2 separate regions of the Sus scrofa genome follow, and region 1 is linked to region 2. A link is a contact called in public Hi-C data. All regions are on one chromosome and are shown on one strand. The core of a region is the stretch at or near the end of the contact, and the rest is flanking DNA. Distances in the headings are between cores, read along the strand shown.

The links. Hi-C and Micro-C count contacts between places; a contact is called where the count stands out from the background.
Region 1: a Hi-C map of retroperitoneal adipose tissue shows a contact between it and region 2, with 2.1 times the contacts expected there. The contact joins two enhancer-like sites. A contact is called at or near these places in 1 of 5 promoter capture datasets (liver), 9 of 47 Hi-C or Micro-C datasets (adipocytes, blood, brain and 5 more) and 2 of 2 datasets of contacts at active chromatin or transcription factors (alveolar macrophages and skeletal muscle).

The regions. Positions count from the first base shown.
Region 1 is chr15:48,189,736-48,196,109 of Sscrofa11.1, forward strand. NSD3 (histone-lysine N-methyltransferase NSD3) reads left to right here. Exons shown (of 24, transcript XM_021075908.1): 5 at 566-720; 6 at 2,520-3,035; 7 at 5,335-5,461. Among named protein-coding and RNA genes, the nearest start is that of PLPP5, 53 kb to the right of the region's middle. Within about 2 kb of position 2,161, at least 5 of the 83 cell types and tissues checked have an H3K27ac peak or open chromatin away from gene starts, as enhancers often do. A contact at or near this core is called in retroperitoneal adipose tissue, where this site is marked.
Region 2 is chr15:48,134,614-48,140,587 of Sscrofa11.1, forward strand. The region is part of intron 1 of NSD3 (histone-lysine N-methyltransferase NSD3); the gene reads left to right. Among named protein-coding and RNA genes, the nearest start is that of LETM2, 5.2 kb to the left of the region's middle. Within about 2 kb of position 4,563, at least 1 of the 83 cell types and tissues checked has an H3K27ac peak or open chromatin away from gene starts, as enhancers often do. A contact at or near this core is called in retroperitoneal adipose tissue, where this site is marked.

The sequences.
Region 1 (6,374 bases), core at 911-3,410, 53 kb after region 2:
GTGTCACCTATATTTGCACTAGGATGCCAGCTGTCTTACCCGCCACCGCTCATGCAGTGTTGTGCAGATGACCACATAGTGAAAAAGACAAGGTCTTAGTATTACTCTGAAGCCAGCTTTGCCCTCACAGGCTCTCAGCCTCTCCTCCTCCCTCCCTTTTATGTCACTAGAAGAGCGGTTTGACTTTTAAACAGGGCTTTTAAAAGTCCAAGAAAATGTGCTATGTATTTTTTGAAGGAAAAATTATTTATGATTTGTTTGTAAAAAGGTTTGAGGCCAGTAAAAAATAAATTGTATAACCAAGGTCACAAATATGATAATTAGCAGAATTCCTCATTTTTTTCCTCCTAAAACTTGCTGTACTAATTTTAATCATTTGGGATGATTTTTATAGTAACTACTAGTTGTGTCATCAGCAGGTGCTAGATTGCATCTTTGGACAATCCAAAAATTACAGGTTTGAACAGGAGTTAATACTCGAGAATCTAGCTTAGGTCCACATTTTTGACAAAATACATGTGGATGCTTATGTTCTGAAATGGTTAATAAGAACTTTTACTTCCAGGTGCCCGGGAATATCACGTCCAATTTTTTAGCAACCAGCCAGAGAGGGCGTGGGTTCATGAGAAGCGGGTCCGAGAGTATAAAGGTCATAAACAGTATGAGGAGCTCCTGGCTGAGGCGACCAGACAAGCCAGCAATCACTCTGAGAAACAGAAGGTAACCAGCAACGTATCGACATTGTCAACTGAATGTGGATTTTAAAGGTCTTAATAATTTAGGAGAGCTTTTCATACTTGAATCCAGACAGAATGATTAATTTTACTCCTCTAAGTGCAATTTTAATAATTTATTATAAATGTGTTAATAAGCTTTATATGTCATATAAACAATGCTAAAACACCATTGAAAACTTTATCTGTGGAGTTTCTGTCATGGCTCAGCTGTGGCTGTGGCATAGGCCATAGGCCAGAGGCTACAGCTCCGATTCAACCCCAGCCTGGGAACTTCCATATACGTGGGCCCTATAAAAGCAAAAAGGAAAAAAAAAGAGAGAAAACTTTATCTTCGCAACACAACTTTAGATTCTCTTTTGAATTAAATTCAAATGTGCCTTGTCTAGTAGATGTGAGTGAAATGTGGATTTTGTCAGGGATTTTTATTCTTTTTCCTATTTCAGCATCTTTCCCTATCTCCCTTTTATTCTTATTTAGCAAAATTATTTCATGAAAGTTTTAAAAATTTAGTGAGCGCTTACTGTGAGGCTCTGTTTTAAGCATTATACATGTATATAAATCCATTTAATTGTCATAACATCAGTTAGATAGATACCAGTATTCCTGTTTCTACTGATGAAGTAGTTGAGGCACAGAAAGCCCAAGTAGCTGGTTCCACCAGGGTCACCCCAGTGATGGAACCATATGTGTTTGATGAAGTGGTAGATGTATTAAGAGTTTTGACACGTACTCTAGATAACCTGTCTGGTTGAGATTTCTTAAGTGAGCTAATTTAGTGTGGGCCTCATGTGATTCAGAAATTTGTCATATTTTTACACTAAGCTGAATATTATCACAGAGAATTATGGCTAATTTTATCAGCCTTAACATTTTACAGATCTAAGTATCAGTCTTCAACATACAGTGTACTATCTCGTGGCTTCATCAGCTAATTTCTGGCTGCCTCAGTTTAACCCCCTGGATAATTCCTTATTGCTTTGGTCATCTCACATACCTTTATTCAGAATTTTCTTATCTGTCCTGACAATCCAGAGTCTTCTGATAAGGACTATGGAAACTGATTATTTTTTCCCTCCTCCATTCCTGTTCTCCTGACATGTCAACTTGTGTGTGTTTCTCAGGGCTCTCCTTTCTCTGCATTTGCCCTGTTTGCATTCTCCACAGACTGGCAATGAAGCTTGAAAAGCTGGCTCTCTGCCATTGGCTTAGCTTTGTGGGGTCTCTGTAGCACCTTTGAGCTAAAGGGTGTTTTTGTTTTTGTTTTGTCTTTTCTTAGGGCTGCAGCTGCCAGCCTATGCCACAGCCACAGCAATGCCGGATCCTTAACCCACTGAGCCAGACCAGGGATCGAACCCACATCCTCACGGATGCTAGTTAGATCCTTAACCCATTGATCCACAACAGGAACTCCAAAGGGTGTCCTTTTTAATGTTTCTTTGGCGACTGAAAGCAATCATTTCTTTAGCCTTTCTTCTCTCTGCCGTCATTATTACTAGTTTTGTACCTGTATGATATGAGAAGGATGGCTCCCTCTTTGAGGGACTTGTCCAACTCATGGCCAACAAAGAGGCATTTATTCTTAGAGAGTGGACCTGCACGTCCTTGGTAGGATCAAGGATCCCTCAGAGTTAAGGGGTCAGGACATTTCCTTATTTGACTGAAGAGCCTGAAAGTGTTTATGCTTACCTGCAAAGGTGATAAGATCACATGGGAAATGCATCTTGGTATGAATGTTGGATGAGAATATTTTCTAAAATGCCTGTGTCTTTTTTTTTTTTTAAGATCCGGAAACCCCGGCCTCAGAGGGAACGTGCCCAGTGGGATATCGGCATTGCCCATGCAGAGAAAGCGCTGAAAATGACCCGGGAGGAGAGGATAGAACAGTATACTTTCATCTATATTGACAAACAGCCTGAGGAGGCTTTGTCCCAAGCAAAAAAGAATGTTGCCTCCAAAGCTGACGTTAAAAAAATCCGAAGACCAAGATCCGTGCTGAATACTCAGCCAGAACAGACCAATGCAGGGGAGGTGGCCTCCTCACTATCAAGTACTGAAATTCGGAGACAAAGCCAGAGGCGGCACACGAGCGTGGAAGAGGAGGAACCACCTCCTGTTAAAATAGCCTGGAAGACGGCAGCAGCAAGGAAGTCCTTACCAGCTTCCATTACGATGCACAAAGGGAGCCTGGATTTGCAGAAGTGTAACATGTCACCAGTTGTGAAAATTGAACAAGTGTTTGCTCTTCAGAATGCTACCGGAGATGGGAAATTTATTGATCAATTTGTTTATTCAACGAAGGTACCTCCTTTTTTCATAGGTTTTTGCAGGGGATCATAAGTATCTAATAAGTGGTCAACCTAGGCACTTTTAAAAAACCTAAACAACACAAGGTTGCAATTTAAATACCCTTTGTATTTAAACTGCATTCAGAATGTACGTTTACTTTAAGATGGGGGCAGAAAAGACATAGGCAAAAAAGCCTTTGTTTTTCTTCTCTTTTTCCCCCTCTTTTGTAATATTCCCATCTGTACTAGATTAATCTTGAGCTCTGCAGCCAAAATTGAGCTCAGCTCCCTAAAGTCATGGGAAAAAACTGGGCATTTTGCCTGTTTCTAGTTTGTACAGTTAGTTTTTCTTAGTTGCAAAGTATGCTTCTTGTAAAATCATTTGTCAGTTATGTGAATTAACCACTGTAATCATGGTACCTGCTGATCTGTTTGGTTGCACCAGCAATTCTGTCAGGCTCACGCTGGCTTGGGATTGCTAATTCATTTTAGAGAAATATCAGGACTCTGTTTATTTTGTAACAATGAACTGTGGTGATAGCTTTAGGAGTGAAAGTAGCCTCTTCAAACTGAATGCCTTCATCAGCCAGCCCTGGAAGTCCATTGAGGGCACTTATACTTTAGCTTTAAGACTTGAAAACTCTTTATGGAGTTCCCTGGTGGCCTATTGGTTGAGGACTGGGCGTTGTTACTGCCATGGTTGGGGTTTGATCCCTGGCCTGGGAACTTCCAAATGCCATAGGCATGCCAAAAAAAAAAAAAAAAAAAAAAGGACTTGGAGTTCCTGTGGTGGTGCAGGGGAAATGAATCCGACTAGGAACCAATGAGGTTGTGGGTTCGATCCCTGGCCTCACTCAGTGGGTTAAGGATCTGGCGTTTCAGGGAGCTGTGGTGTAGTCCACAGATTCAGCTTGGATCTGGCATTGTTGCAGCTGTGGCACAGCCTGGCAGCTACAGCTCCAATTGGACCCCTAGCATAGAAACCTCTGTATGCTGCAGGTGCGGCCCCCCCAAAAAGACAAAAGACAAAACAAACAAAAAAAGACTTTACAGGAGTTCCTGCTGTGGCACAACAGGATCAGCAGTATCTTGGGAGCACTGGGATGCAGGTTTGACCCCCCTACCCAGCACAGTGGGTTAAGGTTCCTGCATTGCTACAGCTGTGGCTTGGATCTGATCCCTGGCCTGGGAACTTCATATGCTGCAGGGCAGCCAAAAACAAACAAAAAGACCTTACAACTTTATTGATAACATTTGTAATTTTTAGTCCATATACCTCTTCACTATCCTCCCAGCCCATTCCACGACTGTGGGCTTGTGAATTCAGTTTAGTGGCACCTCATAGGTATGTACTTCTTTTAAAGAATTCTTTGCTTACTTCCTAACATTGTCATATGCACATTAAAGCATTTGAATATAGGTGCACCTCATTAGTGCTGTATTTTCCTGAAGAAAAGTGTCAGGGCCCTCTGTTATTAACCTGTTTCTGCCGATAGGTTCAGCTGATTTCAGTAAGGCTAAGCTACTTGGAAAAACTAGAGTTACGGAGTCCCTGATTGGTTCTGTTGATAGCTTTGAATAGCAAATGAATACTTTGCATCTTGTTTGAATGCAAATTGGCCTCATTCTTGGAGCGAGTTTTTTATCTGCTTTTGGATACACAAATCAAACTTTGTTACCCCTTCCAAAGAGTGCTATTTAAATGAAATTTGAAATAAAACCAATCTTAAAAATGAAGGCTTTAAAAATACGTATACTATATTTATAAATCACTCCTTTATTTCACTGCATTAAAAATACCTAAAATGAGACCGAACTGTAATTGTACCTGCCTTCTATCTGCTCCAAATTGCTTACTGGGTGCACATTTTGGGCACCGTGAATGGCATGCTTCTGTAATTGAGGAATATTCTTGTCTTTCAGAGATGCATTGACATTTTTGTCTGTGTAGTAGGTACTTTTCCAAATGAGTGACTGTAGTTCTCTTATTGGGATATGGCTCAAGGGAAAGACGATTCAGACCAGAAAATATTTTGGTTTTGACAGAAAGGTGATATAGATTAATTTTTTAGTGATTTTCACCATCTGGCCTTAGCAAGTAGTTACTTTCCCCACATGATCTCATTGTACATTTTAGAATACATCCTGATGACTTAATAAAATTGTTCTGTTAATGGCTAAGATAGTACATTAACTGCAATCAAAGGCCATATAAAATCTAAGCACATCATGATCACCTTAATCTGTCTTTATAAGCCAATGATGCCATTTGCCTGGTACTCACCTATTTTTAAATTTGACTTATTTTGAAGGGAATTGGTAACAAAACGGAGATAAGTGTCAGGGGACAAGACAGACTTATAATTTCTACACCAAACCAGAGAAATGAAAAGGCAACTCAGAATATGTCATCTCCTGAAGCAACATCTGGTCCTACAGGTGGGTATGAATGAAGAGAGTACATAGGTCCACTTAAGAGGTCTTGGTTCTACCCAGTTAGCACATGGCAGCTGTGTTGCTGAGAAACCTTTGGTTATCAAATTATGTTTAAAAAATCAAACTATAGAAGCACCTATTTCAATAGTAAAGGACGGTTTAGGGGGTAGAGAGTTTTAGTCATAGTAACAGGAATAGTTGTTTTTCCTATAGGAATTTAAACAGGGTTCTATAATGAAAAGACTATAGTTATAAAATCTCTGTGTATCTGAGTAGATGCACCATTTGATGGTCATTCTTCATGAGAATAACAACGTTCCTTTTCTAGCACTATTAACACATTCTTACTGTTTCTCCTTTATCCTCTGTTGGACACAAATTGGTGGATGCTCTCACGGTTTCCATCATTCTTAGGTGTGCTACATGTTAGTAGCTGAGGGGCTCAGGTCTAACTCTCCTCTTATAATCTTCTCTGATTAACAGATACTATGAATTGAAAATCAAGCTACATTATTCTCGCTTAAAGGAGAAATGCCTATAGTCAGTAAGATTGTGCTTTTGAAATAGTCAAAGTAATTTTAATTGAGACTGACTTTTATTAAGGATTTTATAGCTTAATTGAGTGTCTGGTGGGTTTTGGTTTATATAGCAGTAGTACTACGAATCTGACCAGTATTCATGAGGACCCAGGTTGGATCTCTGGCCTCACTCAGTGGGGTTAAGGATCTGGTGTTACTGTGAGCTGTGGTGTAGGTCACAGATGTGGCTCAGATCTGGCATGACTGAGTCTGAGTGTGGTGTAGACCAGCAGCTACAGCTCTAATTTGACCCCTAGTCTAGGAACCTCCATATGCTGCAGGTGCAGCCCTAAAAAGAGACCAAAAAAAGAGTTAAGATATTAGCTAGCTTGGTCATT
Region 2 (5,974 bases), core at 3,313-5,812:
AAATAAGCTCAGAGATCCTTTAGAGATCTCTGTGTTAAAAAAGACATTGAAAACAAACAAAAATGTGCTTTTTATTGATTTCTTTAACTTTTGTAGCACAACCATAGGAACCACTCAAGTATAGGTTTAGAAAGAGTTAACGATTAATAGTAATGGGGGAGTTCCCATTGTGCCCCAGCAGTTTAGGGACCCCCACGTTGCTTCTGTGAGAGTTTGGGTTCCATCCCTGGTCTCCTTAGTGGGTTAAGTATCTTCCTTGTGCTGCATGCTAGCGTAGGTCAAAGATGCCGAGGGTATCCAGTGTTGCCGTGGTTGTGGTTGTGGTTGTGGCTGTGGCTAGGTCTCAGCTGCAGCTCCCTTTCCACCCCTGGCCCGGGAACATCCATATGCTGCAGGGGCTGCCAGTAAAGAGAGAGAGAAAAAAAAAAAAAAAGTAAGGGAATGCTTAATTATGAATATCAACAATAGTATCATTAACAGTTTTTTAAAGAACGAATGCATAATTAGTAATCACGAAAATAACTGATCTGTAGGAATCTTTAAATTTCTTGTTTAAGTGGTATTTAAAGATAAAAATTGCAGGAAATGCCCCCAAAGTTACCAAATAGATCCAGCACTGTGACATCGATGGCGAGTATAACGTCTAGGGTGATCAATTTTACTCTTCTCAGAACGGAATATTGGTTTCCTCTGATCTCTGCCTGTGGTTCCTTTGTACGTTCCTATCTCTGAGCTGCAACGTCCTAAGTCATTATCACCAGGCCCCAGGAAATATTACCAAATCGGCACGCTCCGGCATGACTAGTTTACTGTGTCACACACTCGGGACCTTCTATTGTTTCACTTGCGTTTCCTAAAATGGGGCGGGATATAGGGTTACAGAGAATTTTGACTCCCGCTCCCTCCTGTCATCCTGGCATGCGTCAGCTCTGTCTAGGACAAATGCCCTCACATCCCTCGAAGCCGAGGTCTGGCAGCGAGGAGCGGAGGGCCTAGCACGTGACGGGCCGGGAGCCCGCCAGGTCCCTCAGGGTCGGGGTGCGGGCGGCGCTGCCTTCCCCTGTTACCCACAAGCCTCTGGGCCAGCAGAGCAAGCAGGAAGAAGGCTTGCGGGGCCCGGGGCCTGCCAGGGAGGAGTCCGAGGAGCCTGCCATCAGGGGTTGTCCCCCCGGACTCCGGTCTGAACCGCTGCCACGGCTTCCAGACGCAGAGCCGGGTGGAACCGCGAGCTCCTCTGCGACAGCTGTCGGGCGGGAGACAGCCAGGGAGGCATAGAAATCGCTGTCCACTTCCCGGTCATTTTAACCGGGCGCCCGTTCGTAGGGTATTTCAAACGTCTAGAGATGGCATCGCAGTGTCACCCTGAGGAGTCCCATCTGGTGCCTGGCATGTGCTGTTATTTCATAAGCATCAAAGAACACGCACGGGCACAATTTTGCCTCACAGGCCCAGTCTCTCTCCTATCTTGTAGGTTTGTTTTGTTTTTCACTTTCCTCCGCATCATGCCTTCCTGTCTCTGTGCCTTTATCGCCTGCGGTCTCACTTCTCGTCTAGACTCTGCCCAGTAGCTCGCGTTTCTGGCTCTCCCCCCACCCCTCCTCTCGCCCGCTGACAAGCCTGCGTCTTCCTCCTTCCTCCTCCTGCGCCCCAAGCCCGGGACTGCATTTCCCGGCAGGCGCCGCGGCCGGCAGCCAATGAGCCGCTGAGGATTTGGCGGCGGCGCCGGAGAGTCTGGGTGGGGGGGCTTTGTGCGCGGCGGCAGCGGCGGCGGGAGCGGGCGGCGGCGGCCAGGACGGAGGCGGAGGCGGAGGGGGACTGTCCACTGGTAGCCGCGGAGAGGCGTACGAGACCGAGTCGAACCCCACGGACCAGGACCCTGCTGTCCCGGCCCGGCCGCCAGCCACGGGCTGGTCTCTGGCAGCTGCAGCTGCGCGGCGACCCCCATCCCTTCGGCTCCCCAGCCCACCCCACCGCCCACAGTCTTCCTACTCTCGCTGCGCGCCCAGCCCAGCCTGGCCCGGCCGTGGCCCTCCTCGGTGCCGGCCGCCATGGCAGAGGCGTCCGGCGCGGGGGAAATCTAGCCCGGGGATTTCATGCGGCCTAGTTTGGTTCCGCCTCCTCCTCCCGCGGCCCCGGCGGCTGCCCGCACCCCAGCCCCACTCCGGGCCTCCGTGTCTCTCCTGTGATCGTACTGACACGGCCGGGGGGTTAGAATGGAACAAGCTGAAGGTAAAGTGAGTGAGTGCGTGTGTGTGTGTGTGCGCGTGTGTGTGTTTTGGAAGGAAGGGCTGAGAAGGGGACGACGAATGGGGGCGACATAGGGATGGGACCCGGGTGGGGAGAAACACCTAAGCAGGGGTCGGAGGACTGGCTGGTGGCCTGAAAGGATTAGAGGGGAGTCTGGAAGGATGGGGCAAGGTGGAGGGCGTGGAGGGGCTTGGGAGGTGGGGCACGGGGGATTGGATTGGGATGAAGGATGGAGTGGCGCTGAGCTGAGAATTGGGAGTAGAGGTGGGATGGGGGCGGGGATAAAGATGGAACGGGGGAGGGGCAGGGAAAGAGGAGAAGAGTTAAGGTTTGGAGATTAGAGACCTGGGCGGTCTGAGAAAGGCAGGTTTGGGGGTGGAGTATGGGAACTAGAAGAGTCTGGGGGAAGGATATAGAATTTGATGGAGAGATGGGGCCTTAAGGGAGACGCGGGGGAATGGAAGTGGAGGAAAAGGTGGATTAGGAGAAAAGGATAAGTAATGATTGAGACAGGATGTAAGGGGAAAATAGGAAATAGACTTAGGAAAGTGGGAGACCCAGGTTTGGGTTATAGGGAAGGAAATTAACTGAATGTTGAGAAGGATGAGAACTATGGATCAAGCGTCACAGAGAGAGAGGAAAAGAAGGGGAAGGGGGTTGTTAAAGTGTTAGGAAGGGAAAGCCTTTTGTTCCTATATTTGTGTGTATTCTGTGCCTTTTCTTTCAGGGTGAGAGAATAGAGAAGCTGGTGGTTATGATGTTGTGAAACGGAGAGGTGTGGGTTTTACTGCTTTGAGGGAGGAGGAGACGTGTTAGTGTAATGGGGAGAGACGGGGAGAGACATGGCCATAATTTGATGGTTTTGGTGAGGGAGTGAAGACTCTTCAGATTTAAAGGGGGCAGGGGCAGCCATGTTTGCTGCCAGGCACTGCAGTGTAAATAAATTCCTTCTTCTCTCTGACATCAGTGTGAATCTGGAAGGAGCCAGTTCAGATTGTTAACTCCCTTTCTTTCTATTTGTAAACTCTTCCCTTCCATCTTGGGGTCATTTAAAATTGTTCATAACCACCAAGGAGGTGGTAATGTTTTCCATCTTGTGTGTTTTGCTGCTCCCCCCCCACCCCCGCCTCCTTTTCCCTCTTCCTTCTGGTTGCAAACAAGGCATGCTAATGAACGGCAGTGTAAAATTTAACCCTTTCTATAAAGTTAAAATTATATATTTTTTTTACTAGCTGAAGAAATCAGTACTATCTTATTTCAAACATGATCATAAAAAGTCTTTTAAATATTGAAAATCCATTTGTTTCAGAAGCCTCAGAGGCAGTCAACATGTTTTCTGCAATTCTTTAGGTAAACAAGGAAATTGCCTGGATTATTTTACTTGGGATTGTGCTCTTGGCAAAGCACTGTGTGAGGGAGAGAGGGGGTAGAAAGATCTGCTCTGGTGGAGTATCTGCTTGCTACATTTTGAATGCTGGAAAATTAGAAATGTGTGTATTTTAAAATGGTGTTTCTGATATCTCTTGCTTATAGGCGATGGGTGTGTTAAGAAGTGTTTTCATTTTTAAAATAAACTGTCTTCCATCCCTTCCCTTTGCTTTCACATATCCAGCTCAATACAATTTCCAAATGTCAGTTCAGCACAGTGCAATGATCTATGAAGCAGACATGCAGTGCCTAGAGGAATATTTAGGTGCCAGGGTTTTTTGGTGAGAACTTCAGGTCACTCTTGGGAAAGCTACAGTAACTCTTCAATGTATTCAAATATATCTACTTGTATGCTTGAAACAGTTACTATTCTAAAGGTTTAAATACTAAAAACTTAGAGGATATAAATTAAGTGGGGCCTATTTTATTTTCATATTGAAAAGGAATAAATGTGTATGACCTTTTGTTTTTGTTTTATACTTGTAATTGGGGTAATCCAAACTTTAATCCATCATATTGATATTGAAACTCTTCTCTAATACCAGAAAAGCTTCTTAAATTGTAATATGATGGACTCAAACCAGTTGTACTACATATTGATGTAATCTATCAATGCATCATTCTTTGAGGTTGTCATATAGAAGTTTAGGATGTGTTCTTGATCTATTGAAAAAATTAAATTGAATATTGTTAGAATGTTACTTTGAGAGAGTACTTTTAGTATAGAGGTCAGATTTACAACTTGGAGTATTTTGATTTGATAATATTCATCCTGAATTTTAAAAAAATCTTAGGAGGAAAAGTTCCATTCAGATGAGATCGGGCACGTTCAGGGTGGTATGGTCATAGACAGGAAAAGTTCCATTCAAAAAAGCCCTTCAGGAGTTCCCGTTGTGGCTCAGCAGAAATGAATCTGACTAGCATTTGTGAGTACACAGGTTTGACCCCTGGCCTCGCTCAGGGTTAAGGATCCGATGTTGCTGTCAGCTGTGGTTTAAGTTGCAGACACTGCCCTGGTCTGGCATTGCTGTGGCTGTGTTGTAGGCCAGCGGCTACATCTCTGATTTGACTCCTAGCGTGAGAATCTCCATATGCCACAGGTGTGCCCCCCCAAAAGCCATTCAGTCTGCTTTTTTGGAATTTATGGAGATTTCATTTTTATATCTCTTGCTTAATTGACATGTTATTTGTAATTAATTTGTAAGTGAACTATCAGTGCCACACATTTTTAGGAAAATGAGAAATTGTATATTAAAATAAGACTATTGGAAGCTTGAATTACTAAAAAAAAAAAAAAAAAAAAAAAAAGGAATATTCCTATGTATTCAGCATTTTGTAGAGATAAAGTTCACCTGCCCAAAGAACCTCAGTATTCAGGTTCCTTGGCTAGTAGTCATTGAATGAAAAAGGCTATTCTAGTTAGATGATACTTAATTAAACCCGGACTTTGCTCTGATTATCATGTCCGTCAGCTTACGTGTTACTTAGGATAGCTTTCTTTTTTTTTTTTTTTTTTTAACTTTAATTAAATAGATATGCTCTTTCTTATACTGATCAGATTGAATGAGTTTCGGGTAAAGGAAATTGGTTGCCTTTAGGGTTGGTCATCCTTGAATGAACTGTCAATGTCTTGAGTCAATTGTCTGATTCTAAAAACACTCAGTTTCTGGAATTTATAATGATGTTTATAATAATGATAGTAATACCTGCTAATAGTTGTTGCCCTCTTACAGTGTGCTACGCTGAGTGCCTTATATGGATGATTTCCTTTTATCCTCCCGACAGTTATGTGGGGTTAGTACTATTACGTCCTTTTCACAGATGGAGAAATTGAGGCTAAACATCTTAACATCACAGAGATGGTAAACAGCAAAACCAATATATGAACCCAGGTCTTTTCTAATTATAAAACTTGGACCAGCAGACGTTTACTTTTACTTTCTTTTAAAAATTCATAAAATAGTACATGTTTATTATTTAAAAATTTTAAAAATATTGTAAAAAGCAATGAGTTTTTTTTTTTTAAAGTGAACATCCTGTTCTCCATTAATAACCATTTTGAAGTTTCTTGTGTGTCCTCCTAGAAAATTCTGTACATATATATGTACATGTCTCTTAAAATACAAATTGGGTCATATTATATGCATTTTTGTTTCTTTCTCTCTTTCTCTCTTTTTCTTTCTTTCATTTTAGGGCCGCACCTGTGGCATATGGAAGTTCCCAGGCTAGGGGTCGAATTGGAGCTCCAGCTGCTAGCCTACACCACAGCAGTGCTGGATACGAGCTGCATCTGTGACTT